Linked DNA regions of Canis lupus: region 2 is linked to region 1. The links are chromatin contacts, called in public Hi-C maps. All regions are on one chromosome and are shown on one strand. The core of a region is the stretch at or near the end of the contact, and the rest is flanking DNA. Distances in the headings are between cores, read along the strand shown.

Region 1 (6,057 bases), core at 3,222-5,721:
GGATTAACATTCTTCCTAATTGGTCTTCGAGACAGTGATTCTCTGCCCCTTCACAACACACACACACACACACAGGCTACAAACTAACGTTACAAAAAATAATGCTATTTCTATAGGAAAATGAAAAGCCTAATAACGTACCCCATTCTGCTGATATTTAATGTGGTAATAAAACTATACATTCTTTTAAAAACTCATTTTCTCCCTAAAACTCTAGAAGTATGTATATTACGCTTCCATTTCATATCTGCCTTAGTTTGTACATGCAACTAAACTGGCTCTTTCTCACATCAGAATTTTTCATGTAACCACATGCACTGTCAATCTGATTTTTTCATTAAAAAAAACACACACACACACAAAAAAAACAAAGTTGCCTCTATCTGCTTTAAGATTATTGGCTTAGAAAGAGTGATTAACAAAAGTAATCATGCTCTAAATCTAATGCTAATCTTTGCCCACCCCCGCCGACCTCAAAAAACTCATTAAGCTTAACAAATTCATCTTTGTCAATAAACATCTAAGCCCCAGAAAACTTGTTTGCCCTAGAAAACTAAAATTTCATAAGTTCCAAGATTATTTTAATCTAAAGATCTTACCAAAAGATCTTGCTTCTGGTTGAAATTCACATATAAATTCCCTAGTTGTTTTTTTTTTTTTTTTTTTAAGTCACTCTGCCTTATAATAAGTGCATTAAACTCATAAATAAAACACTAACTAAAATAGGTTTCAAACCTTATTCTTCCTTGCAAGTATATGAAAGAAATTACACACTTAACCACACTCCACACAACAAAAATTCAAACTAGAAAAACTGAACTGAACCCCCAATTCCACAGCAATGTTATTTTTAAGGATTTCCCCTACTTCATGGTCACACAAGAGGAACTTAATAAATGCTCTCCAATTAACAGAAGATATTGGAAAATGTAAACAATTTAATAGAACATATTCTTCAAGATTCATTTAGCATCCATTAAGAAACCATATACAACGGACTTTCCTTTTACTTGTGTGTTTTTGGGTTTTGTTTGGGTTTTGGGTTTTTTGTTGTTTTTTAGGGCTTTCTGTGTTTTGTTTTTCGCAATGTTTAGATATCATCAGAGTAAGCCTTTGCTCAAAAAATCATGAAGAAGCCCCAATCCCCTCTTGTACTTTTTTGCATAGGGCTTTCTTTCCTCTTGCTCCCGGGCAGCTCACCATTAGTATGCATCCACTCATGCTGGTTTCTATGTTATGGCTGGATTTTTATATGTGTTTAAAATGCGGTTAGAGGAAAAAAAGCAAAAGGAAAACTAAAAATAAGTAAAGCAAAAAGTGACAATTCGATCCGTTAGAAGTCAAGTTCAAGGCTGAATTGGTTTTACACAGGTGAGCACAGTACTGACAATCAGCAGGAAACAGAGCTGAGCAGATTTAGAGGGGTCAGTGGGTGACAGTCATGATTGATTTTGCAAGAGGGCCCAATCCAATCTGAACATGAGTGTTAGCAGAATACAAAAACTCACTCTGAAGCTACTGTGCAAACACACTATATGATATTTAGTCTTATATGCCTTCCATTTTACAACTTTTTGATCTGCAAGATAATTTCCAGAAATACAACTCCACAGATAATGAGCACTGACTACAGCAATATAACCTGTGACACCCCCCCCCCCAACTTCCTCATCAAGGAAGTGAGGATTTATAACAATATCAATTTCATCTGATAGGTGTGCATATGTAAGCATGTCCACACACTCCCCTTCAGAATTACTCTGAATATAAGTTGGGTGATACCCATCTCCTTTCTCTGAGTGATCATTAATGCTCTTTCACAAGTGTTATCCTTGCTAAGAATTCTTTTCCTCACACAACAGCCCCATCTCTATCAAGGAGTATGATACAGTACAAAGGTCCATACATTCTGTTCCTGGTGGTTACTTAACCAGCCTGAGCATCTGTTAACTTCTCTATAAAACAAAGCTAAGAGTACTCCTCATCAAGTAAGATACATATGAAGTATCAGGTACATGGAAGGTGACCTCATTAAACCTGGCACCTGGCCTGACTGCACTGTATGAGGGGGGGTAAAATATTTTGGATTTGGTCTACCCCACAGCCTTTCCTAGTAGATAGCAGTGTGGGGGGTTGCATAATTTGTACCCATAAGAGACAGTTATACTGGATGCCTCTTACTATAAGCTTACTATAACCATTGTAAAGAGGCCATGTGCTTAGTTCCCAGCACAAATTAGCCCAACTCTGATTCTAATTAGTCAGCCTCTTCAATCTTATGGCCTTAATAGCTGACCTTTGGGCAGGCAGCCTAACCCTTCCTGGGCAACCTCAAACCAGAAATACAATCCAACCCACAATATCCCACAATATTCTCCTGATTCCAGGAGGAACAAGGAGATGCATTATTTGTGGGGAGGCCAGAAAGGAACTGATGGTGTTAAGAATGTTCTGGTATCAATTTCCTATCCTCCACCCCAGGCCGACAGTGACCCAGAGAATGGCAGCCAGTAGCCCACTGTATGTTTATTGTGGTCTATTAAAGAAGGCCTTACCTTACCCTTAATTCCCAGTTGTGAACATCAAACAACCCTATTTCAATCACTGAATTGTTCTATTCTCCAATGAACCTTTCAGCAACAAAATGTCCTAAGTTGTTACACTGAATTCTTTTATAATTCAATTACTTATTGATGCCAGAACGCTGAATTAAATTAATTAGGAGGCATGGCTTGAAAGTCACGCTCAATTTAACAGCAGATAAAGGGTCCACAGTGTTCTCCCTATTAAGAAACTGCTCTCTTTCTTTCTAGGGTTACTTGTTTAGGTTTTTCTCTGACCCCTCAGTAGTATCTTAGGCTGAGCGATGTACTCCTGACCCAGCTCACTACCACTCCGTCCTCTTTAAGGTGTAATGGGAAATCACGCAATTTTCCGAGACATTCCAATTGAGCCGTTATGAAAGAATTTAGAAAAACTGATGATCTCCCAAATAGCCTGCCTTCAGGCAGAAGTAATTATCAGTAAAGAAAGACATGGAGACAGTGAATAAGATGATGAAGAATTATGAATGCTATCCAATCAGAAGAGGGGTGACAAGAAAACACTAAAAATAAATTCTTTCCTATGGATTGTCAAGGGCAATTTGACAGGCTAGGCAGTGAAAAAGAAACAGCTCCATTACTGGAACTGGCTGGCAGTGTCTGGAACAAAACAGTGGTCACATGACCACAGGTGATGCAAGAAAGAACCAATGAAAAGGTCCAAATCTGGCTTCCTGTGTGAATAAGCAACCAAATGATACCATGAAACCCACCTAAGTCCTAGACAGTTTTCTCACAACACCCAGAACATTTTTTAGACTATTTTCTTAAAGGTCAACCAACGGATGGTCAAAAGGCAATTTCAATAGTTGCTGAAACATAACGTAAGGGTAGGGCAGCCCCGGGTGGTCCAGTGGTTAGCGCGGCCTTCAGCCCAGGGCGCGATCCTGGAGACCCGAGATCGAGTCCCACGTCGGGCTCCCTGCGTGGAGCCTGCTTCTCCCTCTGCCTGTGTCTCTGTCTCTCATGAATAAATAATAAATAAATAAATAAAATAACAAAAGGCTAAATCCCGTTGCAAAAAGTTTACATAATATATTTAAGAACTAAGTGAAAATGGAAAATTATCTGCATCACCGCACGTTTTTCCATCACCTGCAGTCCTGGTTTTTACTTACTGGAAGTCACAGGCAGGGCCAGAATACCTTTTAACTATCATTGAAAAAAGAGCCAAAAGAAGCCCGCTAGACGGTAAGCCCCTAGAGGGCACGGGCGTTTGCGGGGCATCCGGACCCGGGAGCTCAAGGGCCTTTCGGCGGAGCAGAGGACGCCAGAGGCGCAGCCCCCCGGAAACGTCACGGAGCAGAGGCTCGCCGCGGGCGCCGCGCCGACCGCAGACGCACGGTCCCGGGAGCGGAGCGGAGCGGGGTGCTGGGCCCGTGACTCGCGGGGGCGCCGCCCTCGGAGACCGAGAACCGCGCCCCGGACACACCTACAGAGGGCGCCCGGCCGAGCTACGGAGGGCGAAACGCAACTCGGGGCGGCTGGGTTCCAACCGGGGGGGCGGGCAGGCCGCTGTGCACGGTGCGCCCTGCAGGCATCACGGCCGCGGGGGGGCGGGGCGGGGCTCCGGGAGCAGCAGGCCGCCCCCCCGCCCCGCCCGGTCGCCTCGCTCTCCCGCCGCCTCCCGCGGCCCGGCCCCGCCGCGCGCCCCCCGCGAGCGTGGGAGGAGGGCTCCCGTCGTGGACCTGCAGTCCGCCCAGTCCCGGGCGCCGAGGGGAAGGACGCCCGGGCCCTGCGGCGCGGGGCAGTCACCTGAGCGGCTCAGCACTTCCCACTCGTCCGGCCCGCAGAAAATCGCGGCCAGGGCCGAGAGCTCCTCCCGCGCGGGCTCCGCCATGGCCGCCCCGCCGCCGCCGCCGCCCCGGTGCCCCGCCCCCGGCGCCCCGCCCCCGGCGCCCCGCCCACCGCCTCGATGCCCCGCCCACCGCCTCGATGCCCCGCCCCCGCCCCGCCCCGATGCCCCGCCCCTGCCGCCGCCGCCTTCTCCCCAACCCGCCCGGAGCGGCGCGGCCCGGCGGCCACTAGGGGGTGCCCCGAGTCTCCCCGGCGCGCCGGGCCCAGAGGGGACGGAGGCTCCAGACGTCCTTCCAGGAGCTCCTGCTTGCTGACTCTGGACGCCAGGCTCCATCTCTTTGGGGAGACTTTTCCCGGAGGCCGGAGGCGACCGTGCAGCGCACCCGTTTGCTTTCTGACCGAACAAGGAGGCTCGCTGCAAAGTCTGAAACCTCCTAACCTTAGCGCAGGCTTTGAACGCACCATTCCCGCCGGATCTTGGCCTTGCCCCCCCACCTCCTCCCCCCGCCCCCCCACCTCCTCCCCCCACCTTCTCCCCCTGCCCCCCCACCTCCTCCCCACACACACATCCTCCCCCACATCCCCCCCCCCCCCCCCCGGGGGTGGAGGACAGACTGCGCGAAAGGAACCTGCGGGCTAGGAAGAGGAAACAAGCAGGAGAGTGACCCGTGAGGAAGTGAGCCGAGGCCCAGCTCAGAACTGACCTAGGTGTTGGGGACCTCGCAGTTAACGGGGCAGGAGACGCCCTGTCCTTGGTGAAGCTGGGAGTGACTCTCGCAATGTGGAGCACCCCGAGCTGTTACTGGCGCTGGGACTCGGACCCGAGCCGGATCTCTGGGACTTCTTGCTCCTGACCCAGCAAAAGCAGAGACCTGCAGGTCCTGCCGTTCTAAGGACGTTACTGGGGTCTTGTGGGGAGCTGTGCGCCAGGGTGCTGGGAGCAAAGTCTTGATCTTCCCCGTTTGTCCCCTGCCGACAGCCCAAACTCTTTGGCCTTTGAGGATGCAAGGGTGTAAAGGCAGCAAACTCCAGCTTTTCAATATTACCCATTTTGTGACATTCGATGCATACAAAACAGTGGGACTCTCAAAGCTTAATAATGGAAGGATCGTCCTTGAATCCAGTGCTTCCATCTAAGAATTTGAGCAACATCCATCAATAGGGTAACAGAATTATCCATCCATTCTGTTCCAGCTTTGATTTAGTGAACAAGATTACAATGATCCTCTGTGATAGTCCTATCAGTCAGCATGTTTGGCTTGTCCTTTTGTTTTTCTACGTAACAATTTAAAATTTTGCAGCCCCAAGAAGTACTGGTCTAGCTCCTCGAGGTCCCACAATTTTTCTTTGTATCAGGAAAAAGTTTGTTAGATAAATGAGAAAACTTAGATGGCTACACAGTGACTCCTGTCATTGACCTACAGAAGTCACATCTAAAAGGGCTGATTTTGGGCAGCCTGGGTGGCTCAGCAGTTTAGTGCCGCTTGCAGCCCCGGGTGTGATCCTGGAGACCTGGGATCGAGTCCCATGTCGGGCTCCCAGCATGGAGCCTGCTTCTCCCTCTGCCTCTCTCTCTCTCTGTGTCTCTATGAATAAATAAATTTTTTTTTTCTTTTTGAAAGGCTGATTTTAAGATCCTGAATCCAGGGATTCCTAG
Region 2 (6,649 bases), core at 2,618-5,117, 140 kb after region 1:
TCTCTTCTGCCCATTTCCAACTGCCTTCTGTAACCACCATTTCATGGAAATGCTGTTCTTGCTTAGATCCTCAGCGACTAATTTAAGTCATGTGATCCCAACTATGAACAGCATGTGATATAGCTAACTGCACTCCCATTCCTGAATCATTCTCTTCTCCTGGTTTTTGTGGATACCACTCTTTTCTGATTTTCCTTCTGTCTCCCTGGCTTTCCCTTCTCTATTTTTCTTGCTGGCTAAAGCCCCTTTATTAGACCTCTAAATGTTAATGACCCCATATTCTTCGCCCAATACTGTAGCCACTAGCCACATGTGTCTATTTCAATTTAAAATAATTTAAGGAAAATTAAGATTCAGTTCCTCAGTTGCACCAGCCACATTTCAAGTGCTCAACAGGCACATGTAGATAGGAAACAACGTGGACATAAAACCTTTCAATCGTCGCAGAAAGTTCTATTGCACAAGACTGACCTAAACTCCCTCCCTAGGTGATCACACCCAGTCTCATGGCTTTCAGTACCATGTATATGCTGACTTCTAAATTGAAACCTCTAGCCCTGACCCAAGCTTCAGATTTGTATATGAAACTACCTATTTGACATAACCACTTGTATGTCTAACAGGCTATTCAAACCAACATCCAAAACAGAACACTTTATTTTCATCTTCTCCTCCCCTTTGTCAACCCACAAAAGCTTGTTTCTCTTCCTGTCCATCTATTCTTAGCAAATGACACCATCCAACCACTTTTGAAGTCAAAACTCTAGGAGCCACCCTGATCTCCAATATCTAATCCAACAATGAGTTTTAATGACTCTATAAAATATATCTCAAATCTGCCCTCTTCTACCTCCAGTATCATCTTTCTAGTCTAAGTTTCTCATCTGGGTTATTGTTCTATTTATACGAAATCCACTGTACCTAAATCTAGCACATAGCACGTGCTCATTAAATGTTGATAAATTAACAAGTACAATCCTACTTAACAGCGCAAAATAATCTTAACTTTTTTAATATTCATGAATAATAGAGATTTTCCATAGAAGCTTTAGAAAAATAGATTTAAAAGGATAATAAAAATCACTTCCCAGATAGAACTTTACTTACAATTAGTTATGGCTCAATAGCATTACTCATTGCCAATTTTTTTTTTAAGATTTTATTTATTTATTCATGAGAGACACAGAGAGAGAGGGGCAGAGACAGGCAGAGGGAGAAGCAGGCTCCATGCAGGGAGTCAATGTGGGACTCGATCCCGGGATCACGCCCTGAGCTAAAGGCAGACGCTCAACTGCTGAGCCACCCAGGCGTCCCACTCATTGCCAATTACTAATATTTTTCATGCCTTCACAGCACTATAATTTACTTCTATGCATCTGTAATCTGCATTGGTGGTGCAACTTACTCCTCAAGAGAAATTTTAGTTGCTGCTTGCCACTCAGCCTTGCTTTTCCTGATTAATCCAGTACAGCTTCTTGACCTCTTGATAATCTACACATTTCGTGCCTGTCACAGCCCAGGGATCACTGATTTCGTTTAGGAGTTCCCAAGTTTGTTCCTGTCCCTGCCTGCCACCTAACTCCTCTCTGAACTCAACTTCCTTGTCAGGAACACTGAATATTTTGACCCGAGCCTTAATTCAAAATAATCAATAATTCTAAACAATGTCTGCTACTCCTCCCTCTTTGATTCACTGCATTTACTGGCAACCCCTAAAAGCTTGATCATCCTCATTCATTCCAGCTGCATGCCAATGTGGTCAAGCTGGTTATTTCCTACAGATATAGGTAATTATAGAATTGAGGTGATGGGGTAAAGGAGAGTGCAAGGGTGTCTTCTGAGACCTGCAGTCTAGTAATTATTAATATGCCTGACATCTGCATTACCTGTGTTGGGTTACAAAGCCATCTGGGACACAACATTTTCACAGCAATCCAAACGCTATTATTTGCCTAACCAACAATCATCTTTCCTTTACCCTCCTCCAACTTCCTTCTCTCCAAGAGACCATTGTGTTCAGTACCCACCCTCCAACCAACAGCTGGATACAACAGGTATGTTGTATGCCATGCTCCACCCTACCCAAGCAAGCTTTGAGGTCTCATCCCTTTTATGAATAAGCAAGTGACATAAATATGGCCAGAGAGCATGAAAGAAAGTTGGCTGTAAGGGATTCAGGCAAAAGTTTCCTCACCCCTTAAAAAAAAAAAAAAAAAAAAGACCCAATGACAAGATAATGTCCTTTTTTTGGCTCTGGAGATTTCCCCCATCTGCATGTAATTTCTGAGACGCTAACATCTTCTTTGAAGTATAAGGGGCGAGCCTTACGTTGAAGACATTGCTGGGAATGGCAGAGTGGGCAGATGAAAGAAAACTACAACCTTTGTAATATACTTAAGTTGTTTTTTATACTGTGCCAGAGGCTCTGGACTTTGAACTATGTATTTATAAGCCCAGGGGATTCTGATTCCATTAAAATTTGAGGCACTGACTTCTAAGCCCACAACTATAAACCTTCTCCACCACTTCCTAGCTAAGAAATCCTAGGCAAATCATTGAACTTTTATAGAACCCGTGTCTTTATCCTTAAAGAGGGAAATAATATTCACCTTTTGGCCTCATTGTGAGGGTGTAGGGTTAAGAGGATTTGATTGGAAGACTGAATATGGGAAGCGCTGTGAAAATGATGCTACCAAGTCCCTGAATGCTTCTCAGACTTGCCTGCTGATAGAAATTGATACACTGCTTAGATGACCTGATCCCAGGCCTCTCCTGAGGGACTGCATTTTAAGAGACACATTCTAGGCTCCAGGGAAGTGTGATCATCAAGCAAGTCTGGAGCAAAGGAATACACGATGTAATACTCCTATGCGGAGTTAGCATTTCTGGTTTCTGAATCTCCATCTGCCACTATCCCTTGAGCAAGCGGTTTCATCTTTCGGGACCTGTTCATTCATCTGTATACTTGCCCTGTCTAACCTGTAGTGTGTACGGGACTGATGACGAATTACACTTGGGGTGAGGGGGCTTCTGTAATCTCAGTTATTTTTATATTGCTGCAATGCGGGTCAAATAGGCCTCAAAAGATACGCAAAATTGGGACTGGCGGAGGTGCTGGCTTTGTGGTAAAATTAACTGAGTATTAACTGTAGGCGCTGCCTTCTCTCTCCTGCTACCTTGAGTCACTGAGCTTCCACTCCTCTCAGGATCATGGCATAGCTGGAGGTGATCGCGCTCGGCCACTCGGATCACAAAGATCTGTGACGACGCCTAGAAAAGTTAAAAACACGAGTGTCGGGAAAGAGATTGAGATGAGGGCCTTACATTCAATTTTTTCGTACTAAAGTAGCTTTTACTGGCAAGTACGGTCTGCACGTGCAACAGAAACACTTCCTCCGGCATTTAAAAAGGAGGAAGGGGAAGGAAGGAGAGGGAAAGGGGGGAGGGGAGGGCAGAGGAAAGAAGGGGAGGGGGAGGGGAGGGAGGGGGAGGGGGAGGGAGGGGAAGAGGGGGAGGGAAGGGGAGGGAGGGAAGGGGAGGGAGGGGAGGGGAGGGGAGGGAGGGGAAGGAGGGTTGGAAGGAAGAATGAAGACAGGCGGCGTATGCTATCGGCCTCAGGTGGAATTCCGAGTCAGCGGCGCCGGACACCTCCGACTTGGGAGCTCCGGAGCCCTGGGGCGCACAGGTGGCCTGACCTCGTCACGGCAGGAAATCACACTTGTCTGGCGCTGAAGCTGCCGAACTTCAGTCCGTGCGCGGGAGCAGCCGCGCGGCACTTCCGCCCGCCGCCCCAGCTCCTCCCGGCGCCGGCAAGCCCCGCCCCCGGGCCCGCCCCGCCCCGCCCCGCCCCGCCCCGCCCCGCCCGGGGTGCGTCTCCGCGGCGCCCGTACTTCTTGAACTTTGACCGCGGCTGAGGGTGGTGCGCATGCGCCCTGTCTCCGCATGGCGAGCGTCCTTCTCCTGGCGGCGGCGGGAGCTGCGGGGGCCGCGCTGCTGGCGCTGCGGCTGTGGGTTGTGCTCCGTAGTCGCGCCCCCGGGCCGCGTCAGTCTCTCAGTCTCTTGGTGGTGGCTGGGTCCGGTAAGTATTGGGGCGTGACCGTCGAGCCTGGGTCGCTCACTACAAACCCCAGAGTACACCGCGGCGCTCTCCTCTAGTCTCTTTAGCCGTTTTCGGAGCGTTGCCTGCTGGGATTTGTAGTCCCCCCCCCCCCCCGTATTACCGGACCCGGTCCGCGCGGCCGGTGCAAAAGGCTGGTTTGCAGACGCGGCGCAGGCATCTTTTAATGACAAATGAGTGACTTACGCTGGTAATTAAGCTTCCACGTGGCCTGTATCCTTCTGACTAATCATCATTGAGCAGAAAGGACGCAGAAGCCTCATGACGGTAACGTGCAATCTTCCGGAGTAAAAAATTGCTGCTTTGCATTATTAATCGAGGCATTTTGTCTTTAGTTTAGGGATCACCAATACTACATGGCAAGTGAGGGAAAGTGAACTGTCACATTTATAAAATACACAAATCCATGAGGATAGAGACAACATAGAAAATACACATTTCAGAATATGGTGTCAGACTGTGAACAACAAGCTGCTGTGTCAGGAAATACAATTTAAGAGTATTTAGATTTAACAATTTAATTTTACCAACTCGGCAGGCCCTCACAATTTTAAATGGGGCAAGTTCTGACAGAGACAGATAAATTGTGTGCATTTAGAGATGCTAGGAGACTGTATCCACTTAGAATAGTGTTTATAGTATGAGCAAGTGTTCTAAACTTATGTTCAAGTATAATTCATTATTTTCATTCACTTAACGTATATTGAGCTACAGGAGAGGCCAGGCCCTATAGGCTAAGCTCTGGAGACAGCAAAGCCGACTACTGCTACTACTTGTCACAGAGTGGAGACCAGGTACTGAAGCCATGTGAAAGGTACAAGGATATCACAGCGAATGACATGGAGGTCGTGGAAAAACTATCAGAAAACAACGAAAATAGAAAACAAAACAAAACAGGTATTCAGCTATAACCTGGGGAGTACAGACTGCTATGGAAGTCTCCTGGAAGGGCACCATTTTCTCTGAACCTGCAAAGTGCTGTCTAAACTGGGACTTGAAAGATGACCAGGAAGCAACCAAGGAAGAGGGTCAACCAAAGAAAGTGGGACCTGGGGCTCTGAGGACTGGAAGGGTGTGAAGAGAAGTTGATAGGGCTTGGAGTGGTCAGAGGTGCGAGGGCACTGTTGCTTGGAGTTCCATAGGGAGCCCTAAGCCCAGTCCAGATCCCAAAGGGCGCTGTAAACCATCCTCTCTAAAGCTATCAGCACCACTCCACTGCTTCACATCACCTAGGGGTTAGGACCCTATGCTCTAGCTTAACGTAATCCTGGAATTGAATCACATCTCTGCCCCTTACTAACTTGATCTTGGGCAAATTAGTTAACCCCACTGAGCTTCCTGTTCCCACCTTAAAAAATATGAGATGAGGGCAGCCTGGGTGGCTCAGCGATTTAGGGTTTGGTGCCTGCTCTTGGCCCTGGGCATGATCCAGGAGACCCGTATTGAGTCCCATGTCAGGCTCCCTGCATGGAGCCTGCTTCTCCCTCTGCCTGTGTCTCATGAATAAATAAATAAAATCTTTAAAAAAATATATGAGATGAAAGGAGGTGATGAGAGATTAAATGTGGTGGTATTAAAAGTGTATAGCAAATGCTTGACATATAATAAGCATTTAATAAATGGTGACTGTTGTTAATCCTGGTAGCAAAGGGGCTTTTAAAATACTTTTGAGTGGAGAGTGACCCAGTTAAATCTAAGCTTTTACAAAGATCATTCAGCTTGCATTGTCACAATGTTTTGACAAAGACTGAGGTAGGGAGACTTCTGGTTTGCAAGTGGGAGGTGAACGAAGGAAAGGCTCAAGAATGATGTCCAGGTTTCTGTCTTGAACGAATGGATGAATGGATGTTGGAGCCATTCACTTGACAGTATTAGATTTGGTGGACTGGGAACCAAAATTAAAATTGAGAATTAGTCTGGCAAGTGGTGCCTTTGTCATTCACACCATTCAAGGTAGGGGGAGGTCAAGGACCTCAAAGAATCATCCAAGTCAAAGAAAGACTTGTGATCAGACAAATAATAGTTCATGCCCAGAATTTTGGAGGAGTCAGGAACGCATTTTCAGTATTTACCTTTGAATACCAAAAAAAGTCTAGTCTTTTAGATTTCCATAAAATATTATTAATCAACCACATATATTCAAAGAATATCAATAAAAATAACAAATTTTCTTTGAAATCCTGTATGATTTCCTTAGGCAGATTTTAGATTTCATACCAAATGCTCATCTACCTGTGCATTCAATAATAGGAGTGCCTACTATTTTCAAGCCACTGGAGATCAGCAGTAACAAAATGAACAGAAGTCCCTGCCATCATCGTGCTTACCTTCCAGTGGAACAAGGGTTAGAGGAGACAAAAACAAAAGAAATAAATAGACTGTATATTAAATTAAATGGTGATAAATACTATGAGGTAAGGAAAGGAGGTTGCATTTTAGACGGAAGTGTAAGGGAAAGCCTCAGGGAGATGACAGCTATCAAACACAAGGAGGCCAGAGCTGCTGGAGTAGACATAAGCCAGGCCCATGAGG

The links. A called contact is a pair of places that touch in the nucleus more often than the background predicts.
Region 2: a Hi-C map of blood shows a contact between it and region 1, with 4 times the contacts expected there. The contact joins the promoter of ALG14 here to the promoter of RWDD3 in region 1. A contact is called at or near these places in 3 of 9 Hi-C or Micro-C datasets (blood and skin fibroblasts).

What each region holds. Positions count from the first base shown.
Region 1 is chr6:54,574,901-54,580,957 of UU_Cfam_GSD_1.0, forward strand. RWDD3 (RWD domain-containing protein 3) reads right to left here and starts at 4,472. Exons shown (of 5, transcript XM_038541253.1): 1 at 4,359-4,472. The coding sequence starts at 4,443.
Region 2 is chr6:54,717,301-54,723,949 of UU_Cfam_GSD_1.0, forward strand. ALG14 (UDP-N-acetylglucosamine transferase subunit ALG14 homolog) reads left to right here and starts at 3,868. Exons shown (of 8, transcript XR_005361187.1): 1 at 3,868-4,078; 2 at 4,832-5,014. It overlaps LOC490151 (TLC domain-containing protein 4), which reads right to left and starts at 3,834. Exons shown (of 8, transcript XM_038541264.1): 1 at 3,696-3,834; 2 at 3,177-3,270.